Linked DNA regions of Anser cygnoides: region 2 is linked to region 1. A link is a contact called in public Hi-C data. All regions are on one chromosome and are shown on one strand. Each heading gives the region's core, a stretch centred on a gene start, on an enhancer-like site or on the middle of the called end of the contact. The rest is flanking DNA. Distances are from core to core; before and after follow the strand shown.

The links. A called contact is a pair of places that touch in the nucleus more often than the background predicts.
Region 2: a Hi-C map of liver shows a contact between it and region 1, with 2.3 times the contacts expected there. The contact joins the promoter of NUMB here to the enhancer-like site in region 1. A contact is called at or near these places in 2 of 7 Hi-C or Micro-C datasets (both in liver).

The regions. Positions count from the first base shown.
Region 1 is chr5:31,571,285-31,575,775 of Taihu_goose_T2T_genome, forward strand. All of the region lies in intron 1 of NUMB (NUMB endocytic adaptor protein), which reads right to left. Among named protein-coding and RNA genes, the nearest start is that of NUMB, 33 kb to the right of the region's middle. Within about 2 kb of position 2,022, at least 1 of the 3 cell types and tissues checked has open chromatin away from gene starts, as enhancers often do. A contact at or near this core is called in liver, where this site is marked.
Region 2 is chr5:31,604,161-31,608,686 of Taihu_goose_T2T_genome, forward strand. It overlaps NUMB (NUMB endocytic adaptor protein), which reads right to left and starts at 1,918. Exons shown (of 12, transcript XM_066998693.1): 1 at 1,796-1,918.

The sequences.
Region 1 (4,491 bases), core at 772-3,271:
TCACATTTATATTCAGAATAGCCCAGTCATGGACAATTGTCCTCTTCACTTCTGTACAAAGCAAAATTAAAGACTCAGTAGGAAAGTCACAGCTATAATCCCTTCTTCCCCATTTCCCTGAAGGTACTAACAGAAAGTTTTCATCACAGTAGCCAACACACCACTATGCTGTGAATATTAAAAGCAATCCAAATAGCCTACCCATCCTGTCTCCCATGGTTTCCTCTCCTATCCTTTGCCCACTTCCATTTAAAGGGAAAATATTTGCTTTACAGCAGCCACAAGTGCACCAGAATTATTTCTAATTTACCTAGAATTACTTAGAAAGTCATGATAATCCCTGATGAAACTTCTAGCTGTTATTATTTTCTGCATCCCTTTTCTATTAGAATTCTATACGTTAGCTTAGGCCAGCATGTGGCTTTCTGCAAGTCAGCAACTTAATTAAATCCTAAATTCCTAGTAAGCATCAATAGTGAAACCTTCTGCTTTGAAGGAAATCTATAGCTTTGTATCAACAATGTTTTTATGCTTCAAAGGACATTATTGTCTACTGCCTGAATTGAGCAGCTTTTTTTCCCCACATGAAAAACCTAACCTCTTACAAAAATTGATATTCAACCGCAACACCACTCCTAAAAGAGCTAACCACTTATCAAAATACCATTAGATATTCTTGCAGCCCTTTTAATTATAACCAGCTATCAGATTTACATACAAAATTTAGGGGAAAAAACATAGCATAACAATCCCCCACAAAGTTTCACCATTTTTGCAAAGACAGCTCCTCCTCCTCCTCATCTGAGAGCCTGTTATATGTCACAGGCAAAATGGGATTCAGCTTTTTTGAGGAATATTTTCAGGACAGGTTTTCTATTCCAACACCCCCGCAGCAGAACGCTATGCGTAAGAAAGCCATTCAACTGCTGGCTCAGAAAGCAGTGTGCAGATGTATGAGCAAGTAAGCCTGACGTTCATTAGCTGGCACGACACCTCCAGCATTCCTTATGTCCAGTAGTTCTTGAAATGTTACATCCATGTCACTGAAATTAAACTGGTGACGCTGCTTCAAATTAGGAAACCTATGTAATAAGCAGTAATAATCCAAGTAATCCAGCAGCAGTGCCTGCTTAGCACCAACACACATCTCCATCATGACAACAGAAGGGAGGTGCTCGGCAGTAAGTTCATGATGAGGGTTTCAGCAAAAAACACATATTTTAAGAGTAAAGCATACAAAACCCTTAACCCTCTAATTCTACTATGAAGCTGTTCACAAGTCAGCCTGTATGGACTACGTAAATTAGTCATGATTTGAAAAAAATCAACATTAATCCTGCTACGCTTAAAATGGCCGTGTCACACAGCAAATCAACCTGCTAAACTGTAGTTGCAAAGCAAGCATAGAGCTTTAAACTGACTAGTACAAAGGTCTTCAAGAAATCGAGCTTTCATAAATTACAGCTTTGCGCACATTCCAGATTACAACATGGACTTTGTAAAGATTTGAGACCTTCGGAGTGACGTGCTTCTGAGTAAGCAACAATATGAGGAAGTGTTCTAGCTGATACCGCTCATCTCTTCAGACAATCACATATCAAAGGTGCATCATTGTTTAAAATGGCTCCAGTTCTTAAGGATGAGGATCCGTTCCCTGTCCTGCCTTGACCAAAAGGGAGGGACACACTGTCCTTCAAAACATCCTGTCAGGAAAGCAGTACAAGTGGGCAAATTTGGAGATCAGGATAATAAGTAGTTTTGCTAGCTACTTAGACTTCCAAAAAAATAATTATTGCCTAAGAACATGAAGGCAAGTACTGCCCACTTCAGAAATCCCAGTGAACAGTAGGAACAATATATTTGTTAAGCTCTGTAGGGGATGTTTTAATGTGAAAGCTTTCGTTTATTACCAGTCTGTTATGATGTTACGTGTTTCCTGAAATTGGCTTAGCAGAACAAAATATTTATTTGCTATTCCTCCAATATAGAGATTAAGAATTTATCAAAACATAGCCCAGGACTGCTCGCTAAGAAAACTGTATTCCTCTGTTTAAGAAAGATGGTGGTTTTTTGTATGCTTTTATGACTTTTTATGCATTTCTTTTTTTAGGAGTAGGTCCTCAGACCTGCAAGGAGATGACTAAGACATAAGGAACAAGTAAGGAACAAGTATTTTGATCAAGCTTATTTTTCCTGTTCCTGAATTCTGGCACCAAGTCCTGACAGAACAAGCTGTTCGATAGGTCAGTAACAAGCTGCAGGGCTCATAAGTGAACTGGCAATATTTATTTTTACTCATTCCTCCCCCTAGGTAAAATTACTGCTTTCCTTATCAGAGAATCTATCTTCAAGTACACAATTACAAAAAAGACTGTCCACAACTACTTGATCGACTACGTTAAATGTAGTTTTAATGTGTTTTTAAATAGTAGAACTTGATATTTAGTTACCCTTTCTCCCGAGGATGGTGTGTGTACTAATCTCTGCCTTTTTCTTGAAGCCTATGCAAATAAACAGCATTAAGGAAATATGCAAAACAACACCCTTTTTTATTTTTATTTATTTTTAGGAAAGCTTCTACTGAGAACCACAAAAAAAGTTTCATTTAGTGAGTTGTGTTTTAGTGCTACAAACCTTTAGAATGTTTACTTGAATGAGAGTTGGATGAGCCTTGCTCTTGTGTTTAGTTCAATCAGCAAGCGACAGCCATCAGTTTGCATTTCTAGATGGCTGCATTTGAAACTGAGATGGGGAATGAAAAAAGCTGGCAGATGATATCTCAAGTAGTTATTTTTTTTTTTTTTTACAGTTCAAGTTTTTAATGCATTAGATAAAACACATTACCTGAGTTTTCAACATTGGATTAAAACGACAGCTACGAATTTTTGAGGAACAGAATAACATTTTATCAAATACCAAAAAACTGTATAAGTTACAGACAGTAAAACAGAGCCAAATCACTGAATCAAATTTGAGCTTGCTGATATTAAATCCTTAATCAAACTGTGAAATGCACTTATATACTGTGCTTTTTACACAATGACAAAGCAAATTACAGGTGGTTTATTCAGTCTGGATTATGTGAAGATTTAAATTCCAGTTTAATTCCTGATAATATATACATTCTTTACAATAAAGCAAAATAAGATTAAAGACCTGTTTTTTCAGAAACTAAAATTGCTACATTCACAGATGTTACTATAAACAGTGATAAAATGTTAGTATATGGAGGAGATCCATAAATACATTTTTACAAAGTACAGTTAAGGTACAAGCTGGTACTTGGGCTTTGTACAAGCTTGCAGCAACAACAACAAAAAAAATCACTTCAAAGAGTTGCTAGAAATTTGTTTTGTTTTCACTGTATGTTTAGGGTTCAGTTTAAATTGCACTGAGCAAGATTTAAGTGAAAACTTTAGCTTTCGAGGACCAATTTCAGGTTGAGCAAAGTTTATCAGACACCTTCAGGTGAATTTTTATAAATTTCCTGGACCTCCTACATACTTGCAACGCTACGGTTCACACATTGCATTGTGCCCCTATTTTAAATGAGAAGCCAACTCTGCTAAGATCATGTTAAAATAAGCAGTATTGTAACTTGGGAATCTTCACCAAATTCCATAGCAGTCATTCTGCTGCACATCTTGGGGAGCTGACTACAATCCCTTTAAAATAAAATCAACCCCATTTAATTCTTATTTGGATCTGGACATCTGGAATCAAGTACATTCATGAGCAAGAACCATAGAGCTGCAACTGTACAAATATTTTTCTTATCAATTCCTTGCCAAAAGCATCTCAAAACTCAAAGATCAATTTCACAGTGAAAAAAAAAAAAGGTCACATAGGCAGACTGGCTTCTTGAATTCAGGTACTCAAATTCTGGGTATGCAAGAGGTATTCCAGGACCAACATACAGTCTCATTGTGGATCAAATTTTCCAGATTGTTTCCTATGAACTTCTGGGGTGGAGCTGGTGTCTCCTTAAATTGGCAGAATGATTATCACTGATTTTATCGTAAGAATTTCTGGCATCCACTTCAAATAACAACCAGCAGACAACGCACATTCCAGTTTGCATTATTAGGGTTAAAACAGGAACCTCTTTCCATTGACACATTCCTTCCAACAAGGATTATTTAAGAGATTGCCAAACTGATTGCAATTGATTGCAGCATGATGTATAGACATTTAAGTGCATTTGTCAACAGAAAATGCTGAAGCAGATTTAAGTCTTCAGAAATTTGATTTTTAAATTAGCTTGAGAAGTTGCCTTTAGAAGTGGTTGTAGAACAGTGCATTGGAATCCCCGCAGTCCATGGAATACTATTTGAAGATTCAGCATACTAGAAGATATACCATTATTTAGTTAAACCTCCAGTCAGCCAGCCTGTCTTCTGCCTTCTCACACAAAGATGTGATACTGTGCAATTTCACTACCTAATTGAACACATGTGGACATCTAACACGGATACACTGTTAAAATTCACT
Region 2 (4,526 bases), core at 668-3,167, 33 kb after region 1:
ACAAGGTCAGAGTGTCAGATGAGTGAAATAAGCACAATAGGACCCCAAAAGTTGGCAATTACACGAGCTTAGGCTGCCACAAGAACCTCTTACCTTAGAGATGCTGTAGAACAGCATTCCTGAAGTGCAGGAGATCTACTTTTTTATTGCGTTAGGGAAAAATGCTGGATTTTAAGTATTATGCAGCTCCACCAATATTGGTAGTGGAAAGCAGCTACAGGCAGAATTGAAGAATCCTGTACAGTGTTGTAACAAGCTGTTAAAAAAATGCGACTAAAACCCCACAACATTTGTATTCCTCCTAGCCCCTGTTACTGGGGAGGCAAGCACTTTTGCACTGACTTATTTCAGCAAGTTTTTAAACCCACCACTCTCATTATGGTAGGAAAGAAAAGTACGAAAAGAGCTTTCCAGCACCAAGCAGCTGTATTGCACTACAAAACATAGTGCTGGGAAGTCCTGGGAGTTTTGAGAGCCCGGTGTAGCTCGTTGGGTTGTTGCTCTTTTTCCTAAACATGTAATGCTGTCAGATACTAATACAATACCAGAAGGTTTAACAACACCAGAGTAAGAAGATAAACTTGTCTGCTGTCTAGTTTACACGCACCTTCAGCTTCCACACGTTTAAGTAATAAACACAGGGAAGTAATTCCCAGGCTGGGAAAAAGAAAAGAAAGACAGCTAATAAGCATAATAAATGTTTGATTTGAATTGCATCTCTTGTTTAAGCTTTAGGGAAAAAAGGTTCTTTGACGTGTTCTGCTTAGAGCTCTACAAATCAAAGTTTTGCTGAGGCTTAAAACCAAGGCTTTATGCAATTACAGATGAAACAGAGCTTGCTGTAGGATAACTCCAGCTATGAAAATAATCAGAGAATCACCAACAAGGATGAACACGGACTCATTTTTTTGGACTTTACTCGCATCATTTTTTATTTCCTCCATGAGATTTTCGCTAGGGGGAAGAAAAAGCAGCACGTCCAGCGAGGATTGCCAAGAGATGAAGAAATGGAAAACACACACTAATGAGCCGAAAAACAATACCATTTCTCTATGGCAACAATTAACTTCTGCATAAGCATAAAGCCCATTTCAGCAGTAACCATGGATCAATAAGTCAAATAGAAGCGATGAGTCAGAAGCCCATTTAAATATTTACCCTTTTCTCTACAAGCCACGGCTGGAGTAGTATTATGGCCAAGCAGCATGACTGCGCCTTCCATTTTACCCTCTCATTCAGCAGCCTCGCCGGAGAGGCAGGAAGACCGAAAAATGAGGAAAACCACCAGAAAACCCAACCAGAGCCGCGCTGGGAGGCGACAATCGGACATTGTTCGGAGCCGGGAGCATCTCCCAGCCCTGACGGCTGAGCCGAGGCGCACGGAGCAGAACCGGGGCAGGGCAGGGCAGGCACACAGCAGCAACCCCCCCCCCCCCCGAGCCCCCCGGCCCCCCCGGGCCCCGTTACGCGGCGCTCACAGCACGTTACATAAAGCCCCCGGCCCCGGGGGAGCCGCAGCGCCCAGCGGGGACCCCGCCGCGGCAAACGGGGGCGCGGGGGCGGCCTGGGGCAGCCCCGGAAGCGCCGCGGGGGCTCCGCAGCGGGCCGGCCCCACCTGTGCCGCCCAGCGGGGCCCCACCCGCGCCCTCCCCGCCGCCCCCTGCACCGAGGCGGGGACCGGGCGGCGCCCCCCGGTTCTCCCCCGGTTCCCCCCCCACCTGAGGCTTCGCCCCCCGCCGTCCCTATCCGGCCCGGCCCAACCCGGCCCGGCTCAGCTCTGTCCGGCGGCGCTCACCTGCTCGCCCGCCGCCGCCGCCTCTTCAGCCGCCGCCCTCCGCCACCGAGCAGCGCCGCCGCCGCCCCCCCCCCGGCCCCGCCGCCGCTGCTGCACCCGCCCCCGCCCATCCCGGCGTCCCATTGGCCGCCCTCCCCGCCGCTCTGCCCTCGGATTGGTGCGCCGAGCTGCTCGTCAAAGCGCCGAGCCCGCCTCCCCCCCGCCCACGGGCCCCCGGTGTTTTATTCACTCCGAGGCTTTGGCGCCCCCACTCTTCAGCTGCCGCTCCTGATTGGGGGAAGGGGCCGGAGGGCAGCGCTGCGATAGGCTGCGGGAGGTGCCAGCTGAGGCGGTGGGCCCGCCCCCCCGCTCGGGGTTAGGCTGCGTTGGGGCGGGGGCGGGTGGGGTGCGCGGAGGCCGGGCGGCGGCGGGGTCCTGCCGGTGGGGTCCGGGCAGAAACCCTGCCCCGTGCCCGCGGGCCGCCCGCGGAGCCTGCCCCGGCTGGGCCGCCAGGAGCCTGCCCGGCCCCTCGGCCCCTGCTGCCGCTTGAAGCCCCTCGGCGGGGCTGCGTGGGCCACCAAGGGCTCCTGGCGCTCGCCCCCAGGCCGTGGTGCCTGGTGCTGCCGCAGGGCCCGGTGCCACCTCCGTTAGCCCAGCGGGGGTACAGGGAGACGCCTCTCGTCCCCAGGGATCCTCCCTCGGCTGCGGGCTGGCCGCAGGGAACGGGGAGCGGGCCGCTCTGTCACGCGTTAGCTCCCGTGCCCGGGCTGCTCGGGGAGCTAAATGTGCTCCGCTCGCCTTCCCCGAGGCCGCGAAGCAGAAGCAGGCCTCCATTTTCCGAGCGGGGGCAGCGCCAGGTGTTGGATGCAGGCACCAGGGGAATGCTCCGCGCAGCGCCCCTGCGGCTGCGCTCCAGGGGCCTCACCGAAGCACGTTACCAGCCGGCAGGCGTATTCCCGACAGCGCTCGCCAGGCTTTCACGCAGCTATTTCACCCAAAATGCAAGCGAGAGCAGTTCGCAGGGCTGAAAAAAAAAATCAGGAAGTTGAAATGCAAAAATTACATAAGGCTTCTCTGTATCATTATCTTCGTTATCTTCTCCCTGCGTGCACCGTACCCCTTACACCTCTTTGTTTCTAAATCAAGCAAAGGAACAGAACAACAAAGGATGTGTGTCAACTAGCACACATCCAGGACATATGGGAACTGGAATCCGCGGTCATTTCAGAACATCACCTGCAAGTTCATTTACCAAGTTCACATTGGAGGTGCTGGGGCAGAAGCAGGAGCGTGACACAAACCCCGAGTATCAGAATGACGCTCTGTAACCCCCAAATCACCACATGTTCAAGAATTAAATTAAGAAGAAAATACAAGAACATAGTATTTTTTTTCAAGGTCTCCACGTTACTCTGTTTGGAAAGCAAAACCAAAGCAGATAGCTGCCCTCCTTCTCGCAGCTGCTTCTCAGTTACTCTGAGTGCTGCTCTCAGACACCAGCACAACACAGTTATGTTTGAGCCAGTGTTCCAAAATGACTAGACAGATATTTCTACCAGTCCTGAGTTTTCTTCTGTTGTTATGAAACCTAGAGTCATTTCTGACCTGGCATAGCTCTTAATATGTTGCATTCCCAATAGCTTTGGTTTAACTCTTCATCTTATTCACAGTCTGGATTTTTGACTAAATTTTTGATGAAACATGGTGCCTTAAGCCTTAATTTCTAAGCAACAGTCTTTGTATTATAAAGATGTTCTGCTTCCAAGTGAGAAAGATTTGAGAGTGGGTAAGGAAAAGGACAGGACACACTATTGTAAATGAAATTCTAATATATGCTTCAGCTACATATAGCTTTTACAAATATTTGTTGGATATTTAAATTGATTTGTTGCTATTACCACTTTTCTGCTCAGCCACTTGTATCTCCGTAACTCCCCATGTAGTCGTTGGTAACCAAAGGGAAAGGGGGTTGTGGTGGGAAAGGAAAAGGACCATGACCCTAGAGGTCACCTAACTGAACAAACTGAGCATGCAACACAGCAAACTGCCCATTCACTATGCTCATCTGCGGGTCACGTTCTGTGTAGTCAGTCTTCCTGCAGAGAGTTTCCCTGAGAGGAGGAAAATGAATTATCCAAGGCCTGATATTGGAAGCAAGGCTTCAAGGTTCTTTAATCCTGATGGATAATGAAGCACTGGGAGAGACTTTGTAGCACACCCAATATATCCAGCCCTTGCCCCTTTTCCACCTTTTAACAGAAGAGATAGGGTAATATGCTGGATTAATGGACCTGGCTGTTTATGTGTTGCCCACGTGCTCCTGTCAGTGGTGCTTTCTTAGACAAGAGATCCTTTCTGGTCTCACCAGGACAGTAGGATATTATGCCATCCCCTAAGGACCTGAGAGTACATTACACGCGCACTCATGATAATACAAACTCCATATCTTCAGTGCAGGTACCCGGAGGCTTAACATCATTCTTTCCTATTGGCTATCTAAAACAATGTTGGCGATTAAATCTCCCTTCTCTAATCACACTGTAATACTATCCCTTCTAGGAACAAGCCATACCAGTATAAATACTACAACATAAGCATTTTTATGCTGCTATAACTGTGCTCACCCCAGAGGAATTCCATCTTTTTGACAGTAGAGGTAGAATGTGAGAGCTTGTGTGTGTGGATGAGCTCTGAAAATGTTAAAAAATGTTTCAAAAATGTGCTTCTAGTAGCTACACAAATCTACTATGGG